Linked DNA regions of Sus scrofa: region 1 is linked to region 2. Evidence: chromatin contacts called from public Hi-C data. All regions are on one chromosome and are shown on one strand. Each heading gives the region's core, a stretch centred on a gene start, on an enhancer-like site or on the middle of the called end of the contact. The rest is flanking DNA. Distances are from core to core; before and after follow the strand shown. Region 1 holds the start of DDX10 (probable ATP-dependent RNA helicase DDX10). Region 2 holds the start of ATM (ATM serine/threonine kinase).

Region 1 (4,487 bases), core at 811-3,310, 390 kb after region 2:
ATAGAGACTAGAGGGTAAAATATAAAACCAAATAATTAACATAATAGCAGGTGCATTAAATGAAATAATTTGAATAAGGCAAGATATGCTAAGTATAGTTCAATTATTTTAGTTATAACCTCCCTAGAACACATGTAGAACAGATAACAATTATTGTTAGACTTATGAATTTCTAAAATCCACCATTTCTATACATGAACATAGATTTTGCTCAGCAAATGATACAATTGGAAAATGATCAGATCTACTTATAAATACATAACAGAAAGAAAAATCATGTGAAGGGAAGAGATCTTTGTGATTTGTAACCATGATCTCCATCACGAGAGCATGTTGCCACAGCAAAAGCAATTTTTCCCTAAAGACTGAATTCAAAGTAAGTGCCAAAAAAGCTTCTGACGGCAGTGCAAAAATTGTGACTGTGAAAGAAAATAATGTTACCTGAGTGAAGTTTTATTTATTTTTTGCTTTTTAGGGCCACACCTGTGGCATATGGAAGTTCCTAGGCAAAGGTCAACTGGAGCTACAGCTGCCAGCCTACCCACAGCCACAGCAACTAGGGATCTGAGCCTTGTCTGTGACCTATACCACAGCTCAGTGCTGGATCCTTTAACCCACTGAGTGAGGCCAGGGATAGAACCTGCATCCTCATGGATACTAATCAAATTCATTTCTGCTGCACCACATCAGGGACTCCCTGACTGAAGTTTTAAATCCTACAGTTTTGAGGTTAACATGTTATGGCAAGTAGAAAAGAGAGTATCTTTGGGTTCATAGATTGATATCTGGAAAACTGAAATCTGGTACAAATAATAATTTTAGTGGCAATAGTATATTAATAATAATAATAATAAGCAAAACCACTAAACAACAATTCCCCATTTCCTCTCTCCCCAGCCCCTGGCAACCACCATTCTACTTTCCATCTCTATAAACCTGACTACTCTAGGTACCTCATTTAAGTGGTATCACAAGGTATTTGTCTTTTTGTGATTTATTTCACTCAGCATAACTTCAAGGTTTATCTAGGTCGTAGCATTGCCAGAATTCCCTTCCTTCTTAAGGCTGAATAGTATTCCATAGTATGGAAATGCCACATTTGCTTATCCATCGTTGTGGATGGACACTTGTGCTGCTTCCACATTTTGGCCGTTGTGAATAATGTTGCTATGAACATGGGAGGTACAGGTTTCTTCCAGACACTGCTTTCAATTCTTTTGTGTGTTTATCCAGAAGTAGAATGGCTGGATCTTGTGGTAGTTCTATTTTTAACTTTTAGTGGACCTATATGTACTTTTATGTAACCTCCCCTTATTGAAGTTTACTCTCTACTACATCTAGTGACTCCCTGCCACGCCCCCAACTCCATATTCTCTTTAGAGACTTGACATGTGGTTCCGGTATTTATCTGGCTACGTGGGGTTGGAAAGGGAATTTCAGCCCCGAACTCTCTGCATATGAACCTTGAACTTAATCTCTGTTTTTCCTTGCTACAACTCTGCTCCACCCCTATCTAGACTACATCTGTGCCCTAGGTAAATGTACCGGGAAAACTAATTCACGGAAAGACAATTCACTTAAATGGCCAATTTGCAAATAATTTTCTCTTAATCCTTTATTAATGTATCAGTTTGTCTTCATAATAGCATTTTAAAGCAAATTTAATTTGATTCTGCTCTAGTTCCCTGCTGCTGCAGCTAGAATCTGACAGGCTAAAAAAAAAAGGAAAAACCCTAAAGCTATTACCTACCTGTTTGATTTTTGGGCAAATCATTCGGCTCCATGGACAAAATATGCAAGACCGGGCTTACAATTGTAATTCACAGACTGTGTGTTTAAGTGCGAAATTGTGTGACGCCACCATAGTAACAGCAATCAGCGCGCATGCGCCCATTTAAAGCACCAGCGTGCCCCTGGAGCCACTCAGCCCCGCCCTCTTCCTCAGGTTGCACCGCCTCCGTTTCCCCGAGACGACTCCGCTCCGCCCTGCAGATTCCCAGTAGCCAATCACCGCCCATTTCTTTCTCGCCGCGGACGGCGCGTGCCTGGTTTCAAAGGCCCGAGGGCGGGCACCTGGTTTTGCGCACGCGCCCTCGCCTTCTCTCCCCACGCTGGTTCCGCGTCCTCGGAGTGGTGCCTCTGTCCGCCTCGGTTGCCAAGGGTCTGGGTGAGATCCGGGCTGTCGCGCCACCGCGATGGGCAAAACTGCCGATTCCCGGGGCCTCGGAGTCCGGCCCGACCCGGTGCGGAGCTTCAATCGTTGGAAGAAGAAGCACAGCTACAGGCAGAGTCAAAAGAAACAGTTGAGGAAGCAGCTGAAGAAGCCCGAGTGGCAAGTGGAGCGTGAGGTTATCAGCCGCCTCGTGCAGAACTATGAAAAGGTGAGTCCTGAGGGGGGGGGGTGCGGGGTGGGCCCCGCGGGAGAGCAAGGCATGGGGTGGTCCGGCAGATGCGCGGGGCTGCGTGTCCCTGCGGCGCGGGACTTCACAGGGGACTCTGTCAGGGGAGCTGCTGAGAGGTGCTACCTAGGCCCTCATGAGGCCACAGGTGGTCTGCTGGGTGCCACAGTCCAGGCCTCCCGACAGTTCAGGCCGCTCTTCTGCTGACCACACTGTTCTTGGTAAAGTGATGGAAATGCAGTGTTTCTTAAGCATAGGGAGAGTGATTGCTGTAATGGTTACAGTTTTATTCATAAAAATTATTTATTCATGCCGCCAACGAGAGTAACGGTAAATAATGACACCTACATTTCAAGCCACCCATCGTGTGCTTTACATTAATTATTTGACTTGACCTGAAGTAATGGTTCTTATTCCCGTTTCGCAGATGAGAACATCGAGCCTCTGAGAGGATAACTTGTCCTTGGCTCTCACCTGTAGTAGGTGCTGTGGAACTGGAACCTAGACTGAGTCCAAAGCCTTTGCTTTTAATTGGTCTTTATGCCAGCCTTGCATCTCTCAACATCACCCATCCTTCCTGTGCTCATTTCATTTTCGCAGCTTGTTTCATGGCCCCATCCAAGAACTAGTATAAAAAAGCTGCACCCCTGGTCTGTTGCTGGTACCTGCCATTCCGCAATGTAGGTGATACTCCTTGATGAGAATCCCCATAGTTACAGTTTTGACTTCTTGATCTCTTCCACCCTCAAGCTTCTTGCGGCTGTCCCTACCCTTTCTTTTCCTTCCCCTAATTACACCTCTTTTGGCCTTAACTCATCTCACTCAGCCTCTCAGTGATTGCTCTTTTCTAGAACAGGATTTAACACCGCCACATATCTGGAATTAAAGTCATCAGAGGTCATGCTAGTATAGCTTTCCTTTAAACAACACTTAGATCAAAAGTAAGTTTAGATAGAGCTGAGAGTGTTTTGGGCTTTGAAGTTAAGATGGTGATGATTTGATCCTGGCTTTTGCTCACCCAGTGAATGATGTGGGGCAAGTTACTTAACTTTGCTTCCCTTTTCTTGTCTTTAAAAGGCATAATAGTATCCATCTTGTAAGTTATGGGCAGTTAGTAAGAATGCATGTAGAGTATTCTGCGCAATGCCTGACACATGCAAATATTCCATATATTACCTGTTATTACTATTACCCTTACATACTCAGCATCTCAAAAAGCCATTGTAAATTACTGTTATTTTGCATTTGGGGCTTTTTGACTAGAATTGCTTAGGGAGGAGAGCCTCAGCCCTTGCTTATTCTCACTCTTCTCTTGTATAATCCTAAAGTTTATTCCTATTAACTCCTTCTTGTGTTCTACCCAGAGCACTTCTGAGTTTATATATATATTTTTTTCTCCTGACTGTGCTGGATGGCTTTATCTGTGTCATAGAATTCCTTATATACCACAAATCTAAAACTGAGATCATTATTTTTTTCTTTTAAATTCACAATTCTGAGGTGTTTTTTCTTTTTAAGGCCGCCCGCCTGGCATATGGAAGTTCCCAGGCTGGGGATGGAATCAGAGCTATAGCTGCTGCCCTACACCACATCCACAGCAATGTGGGATCCAGTCTGCATCTGTGACCATAGCTCAAGGCAATGCTGGATGCTTGACCCACTGAGCGAGGCCAGGGATCAAACTTGCATCCTCATGGATACTAGTCGGATTTGTTTCCACTGCACCACAATGGGAGCTCCCCACAATTTTGTGTACTATTTCCTTGTATTATTTCCTTATTGCCACCATGGCAAATTACCACAAACTTCATGGCTTAAAACAATAGAAATGTATTCTCTTGTAGTTCTGGAAGCCAGAAATCTGAAATCAGTCTCACTGGGCTGAAATCAGGGTGTCAGTAGGCCCACATGCTCTCTCTGGAGCTCTAGAGGAAACTCCATTTTTTTCTCTCCCAGCTTCTGGGGGTTGTTTGTATTCTTTGGCTTGTGGCTTCATCACTGCCATCTCTGCCTCTGTGGACAGATTGCCTTCTCCTGCTCCATGTCAGATCTGCCTCTATCCTTTTTTTGGTAGGGATAACTTTTGGT
Region 2 (4,100 bases), core at 726-3,225:
AATGCCAGATCCTTAACCCACTGAGCAAGGGCAGGGATGGAACCTGCGTCCTCATGGATACTAGTCAGATTTGTTTCTGCTGAGCCACGACAGGAACTCCCAAACTACTTTCTTAGGTTCAGTGATTCTTCCCCTCCAGGGAGCATAAGTGGCAATATCTGGACACTAATTTTGTTGCCACGAGTGGGTGGAGACCGGGACTGGGGTCCTACTGGCATCTAATGGATCGAAGCCAAGGATGCGGCTAAACATTCCACAATGTACAGGATAGCTCCCCATTATAAATAATTATTTGGCCTTAAATGTCAATAGTGCTAAGGGTGAAAAACCCTAAAGGCTATAGTTACTGAAACTCAACTGGATTACCAAACCCCCAAAACTCAAAAAATCCTTAAGCAAACAATTTGTATAGAGTGAAAAATAAAGTATGTCAATGTTATTATGAATTTGTGCAAGTCTACTTTGGATCTGTTTGCACATAATTACAAGAGAAATGGCTTTTTCTCTAAGATATAGAAGTTAACTGTTGATATTTAGTTCTGATAAACTCGGCAAAGTATTAATCAAACATTAACAAAATACTAGTATAAGTCACTATTTTCTCCAAAAACAGATTACCCTCTAATGTTTTCTGTAAAATGTACTTATCAGAAACCTGTGCACGAAAGCCACTGGAGGGGAGGGGCAGGGCTGAGTTCTTTAAAAAGTAGCAAGAAATGGGATTTTGTGACAATAAAGTAATGGCTGTAGATTCCATGGGAAGTTTCATTACAGATGTTTACCATTTACATACGATGCCTGTAAATCACTGGCTCGAGTTTTAAGCTTTATGTGGCTTTCATTCCTAGCAGTACAATCCTCTATTCTTTCAGACGACAAATAACAAAACCCGTTTCCCATACAATGTACCCTGACAACTGGCCGTGGAACTAAACTGTTTTCAAAATGAGGAAAAACTAACTAGGACTAGAAATGTTCAAATGGAAGGCATTTCCCCTGTGAAAATTCTTGTTAATTAAAAGAACCCGAGCTGCTGCCGTCAGAAAGTATGCAATTAGCGTTTCAAACCTCTACACTGGACGACTTCTTGCGGAGGGACGGGATAAGGAAGGAAGATCACCCATTCGTCCCAAATTCGCAGTTCTAAGGGCGAGTTACGAGAAGGGCGTCAGGAATGTCTTTCTACAAAGCTGGGGGGAGGGGGCTGGGGGAAGTCCCTCTCTTTCCTACTTTGGTCCCAATTCTGACAAAGTGCAGTGTGCCAAGGTGAAGCCGTCGGTGCATCACGTAGCAGCTTCCCGGCAGGGTCCTAATTAAGTGTAGGCCTGACTTTCCCTCCAATCCCGGCTTCAGGTGTTCCACTCCGGGCTTCCTTCAGCCTCTCCTCATCACGCAACCTCGAAGGAGAGGAGTGTCCACACACAAAGCCCGAACCGCCCGAGCCCCCGGCTGAAGAACCACCGCCAGCCTGAACTCGGAGACGGGGAGGCAAAGCCCCAGAGCTTCCCTCCCTGGGGAAACCTTTGGCCCCGAGGGTCCTTCCGTCCAGCTCAGCCCGGTCCGGTCTCCCTCTCTACCGCGTCAACGCTTACCCAATACCAGCCGGGCTACGTCCGAGGGTAGCAGCATGATCCAAGCCGCAGGAGTACCCGCAGTGAGAGACGAGACTCAGGTAAAAGCCAACAGCGACGGCTCCTGCGCCGCATCTCCCGGTCCCGGTGGCGGCACTGAACCCCGCTGCAATTTGTCCCGCCTCTTTTGCTCCACGCCAGCCAATCGCTTCCGCGGGAGAAAGAAAGGCGCCGAAATGAAACCCGCCTCCGTTCTCCCTGGCACTGACGTCATTTCCGTGCTCACGTTTGGCGGGTGGGGTCAAGGGGGCGAGGAGGCGGGGCGCGAGCGTTGGAGACCAAGCCGCAGGGAGAGCGTGGCTGCAGGGTCGCATGCCATTGGCAGACAGTGCGCAGGCGCGTTCCCTTCCGAGCCCGGTGTTTTGGGAGAGTGTTTGGTGTCCGGCGCGCGTGGGCGGACCGTACCCGAACGCTCCGCACCTCTACCGCTTCCGCCCGGGACGCACGCTGCGTGGCCACGCTGAGTTTGGTCGGAAGCGGGATCAGTGCGTGGACAGGTGGCTCGGGCTGCTGCTGGGAGTGGAGCGGGGATTTGGTCTGCGGCTACGCCGCCACCAGGGATTCCACTTGGTTGTCCAGTCCAGCCGTCTTGGTGCGTAAGCCGTGTAGTGGCGTCTGCGTTGGGGAATTAAGATGCCTCCGGGCCGCTCTGTCCCAGCCCCCATATGCGCCCCTTTACTCCTCTCCCCACCTCATCTTGACGGGACTCTGGTACTCATTGCTTTCTCCAGCTCTCTTTTCGTGCCTCTGGTGGACTTAGCCTTGAACCTTCCTGTGCGTCCCCTGCCTCTGTGCCCAGAAATTAACTAGATGGCTTAACTAATCATCTTTTTCTCCCCTGTCATAATTAGTAGTTTAAGTCAACGAGTGATTCGTTGAGGCTTAAACTGAAGTTTCGTGGTTAAGAGCTTGGGCTCTGGAATCACACTCCCGGAGTTGGGGTTCTGTCAGCTGGCTGTGTGATCTCGCTGTACCATCTATCTCGTCATCATCCTATCCTGTGTCACCACTCAAGAGTGTTTGCTGTTTTTTACCAGGTACAGAGAAGTAAAAAGACTGTTACAATTCAGAGTGATAATGTGATAGAAGAACATTGTGATGGAAGAGGAGTGAATGAAGTTCTGTGGAAACGGCCTGGGAGAATCAGTTTCAGTTTGCAGTGAGATTTCAGTGTTAAACTGCCCTGGAGGGAGGTGGGAGCCTTACAGACAGAAGGGTAAATGCATATGAAGGCATAACGTGTGGAAGGTTCCTGAAGCTCTAGGGAGAGCCTCACAGAGAACATTACCCGATATTCTGTGGTAATCTATGTTGGAAAAGAAATGGAAAGAGAATGGATGTGTGTACATGTATAACTGAATCACTTTGCAGTACAGCAGAAGTTACCACAACATGTGAATCAACTGTCCTTCCATAAAACTTTAAAAAATGGAAAAAAAGGAGAAGAGAGAGGTCCTGCATGTAATGAAGTACATTTGGGCATTTTCAACATGTTGAACATATGCTCTTACTGGGATATGGTCTTAACTGGGAGAAAATTGAGAAGCAAGGAGACAAGGATATTCTTTCAGGTGTGGGTGGAAAAAGAACCATTAAAAGAGATGCGAAACAGAAAAGAAGGGAATAATGATAATTGCTGATATTTATTGAGCATTTGCTATGTCCCAGGCAGTGTGTTAAACATGTACATCAATCTTTAAAGTAACTTTGAAGTTCTAGTTCAATTCTAATGTGGTTTTTCATTTTATCATTGAGAAAACTGAGGTTTAGAGAGATTAGCTAGTTGGAGTTCCTGTCGTGGCACAGCGGAAATGAATCAGGCTAGGAACCATGGAGTTGTGGATTTGATCCCTGGCCTTGCTCAGTGAGTTAAGGATCCAGCATTGCTGTGGGCTGTGGTGTAGGTTGCAGATGCAGCTTGGATCCTGCATTGCTGTGGCTCTGGCCTAGGCTGGCAGCAATAGCTCCTATTAGACCCCTAGCCTGGGAACCTCCATATGCCGTGGATGTGGCCCTAAAAAGACAAAAAAAAAAAAAAAAGAGAGAGAGATTAGCTAACTGCCCAAGTTACATAGTTTGTAAGTGCAGGACCAGGGTATGAACTAGTGCAGTCTGACTACAAAGCCCACACTCTTAGCATTAGAAAAAAATGGCATGGTGGTCTTTTGTGCTGCAGCGGGTTAAGGATCTGGCATTGTCACTGCAGTGGCTGTATTGCCACTGTGGCTTAGGTTTGATCTCTGGCCTGGGAACTTCCACATGCCACAGGCACGGCTCCCCAAAAAAAGATGGCGTGCTAAGGGCAGAATTAGATCCAGAAAGATATGGTATAAGCATCATTGTCAAATTCTGCAAAGGGATCATTTTGGTTGAGATCTGAAAAGGAACAATGGATTTGCCAATTCAGAGGGTGTTACTTAGGAAATATGTGTTATACCACTTGCATCTTGGAAGTGGAGCCTAGATGTA

What was found. Hi-C and Micro-C count contacts between places; a contact is called where the count stands out from the background.
Region 1: a contact with region 2 is called in a Hi-C map of liver, with 2.6 times the contacts expected there. The contact joins the promoter of DDX10 here to the promoter of ATM in region 2. A contact is called at or near these places in 1 of 5 promoter capture datasets (liver), 7 of 47 Hi-C or Micro-C datasets (fetal heart ventricle, heart right ventricle, liver and 2 more) and 2 of 2 datasets of contacts at active chromatin or transcription factors (alveolar macrophages and skeletal muscle).

The regions. Positions count from the first base shown.
Region 1 is chr9:37,004,511-37,008,997 of Sscrofa11.1, forward strand. It overlaps DDX10 (probable ATP-dependent RNA helicase DDX10), which reads left to right and starts at 2,061. Exons shown (of 18, transcript XM_021062753.1): 1 at 2,061-2,381. The coding sequence starts at 2,196. LOC106504871 (a long non-coding RNA gene) reads right to left here and starts at 1,871. Exons shown (of 3, transcript XR_001298767.2): 1 at 1,751-1,871.
Region 2 is chr9:36,618,683-36,622,782 of Sscrofa11.1, forward strand. It overlaps ATM (ATM serine/threonine kinase), which reads left to right and starts at 1,976. Exons shown (of 64, transcript NM_001123080.1): 1 at 1,976-2,223; 2 at 2,483-2,668. It overlaps LOC100627195 (protein NPAT), which reads right to left and starts at 1,833. Exons shown (of 18, transcript XM_021062741.1): 1 at 1,593-1,833. The coding sequence starts at 1,629.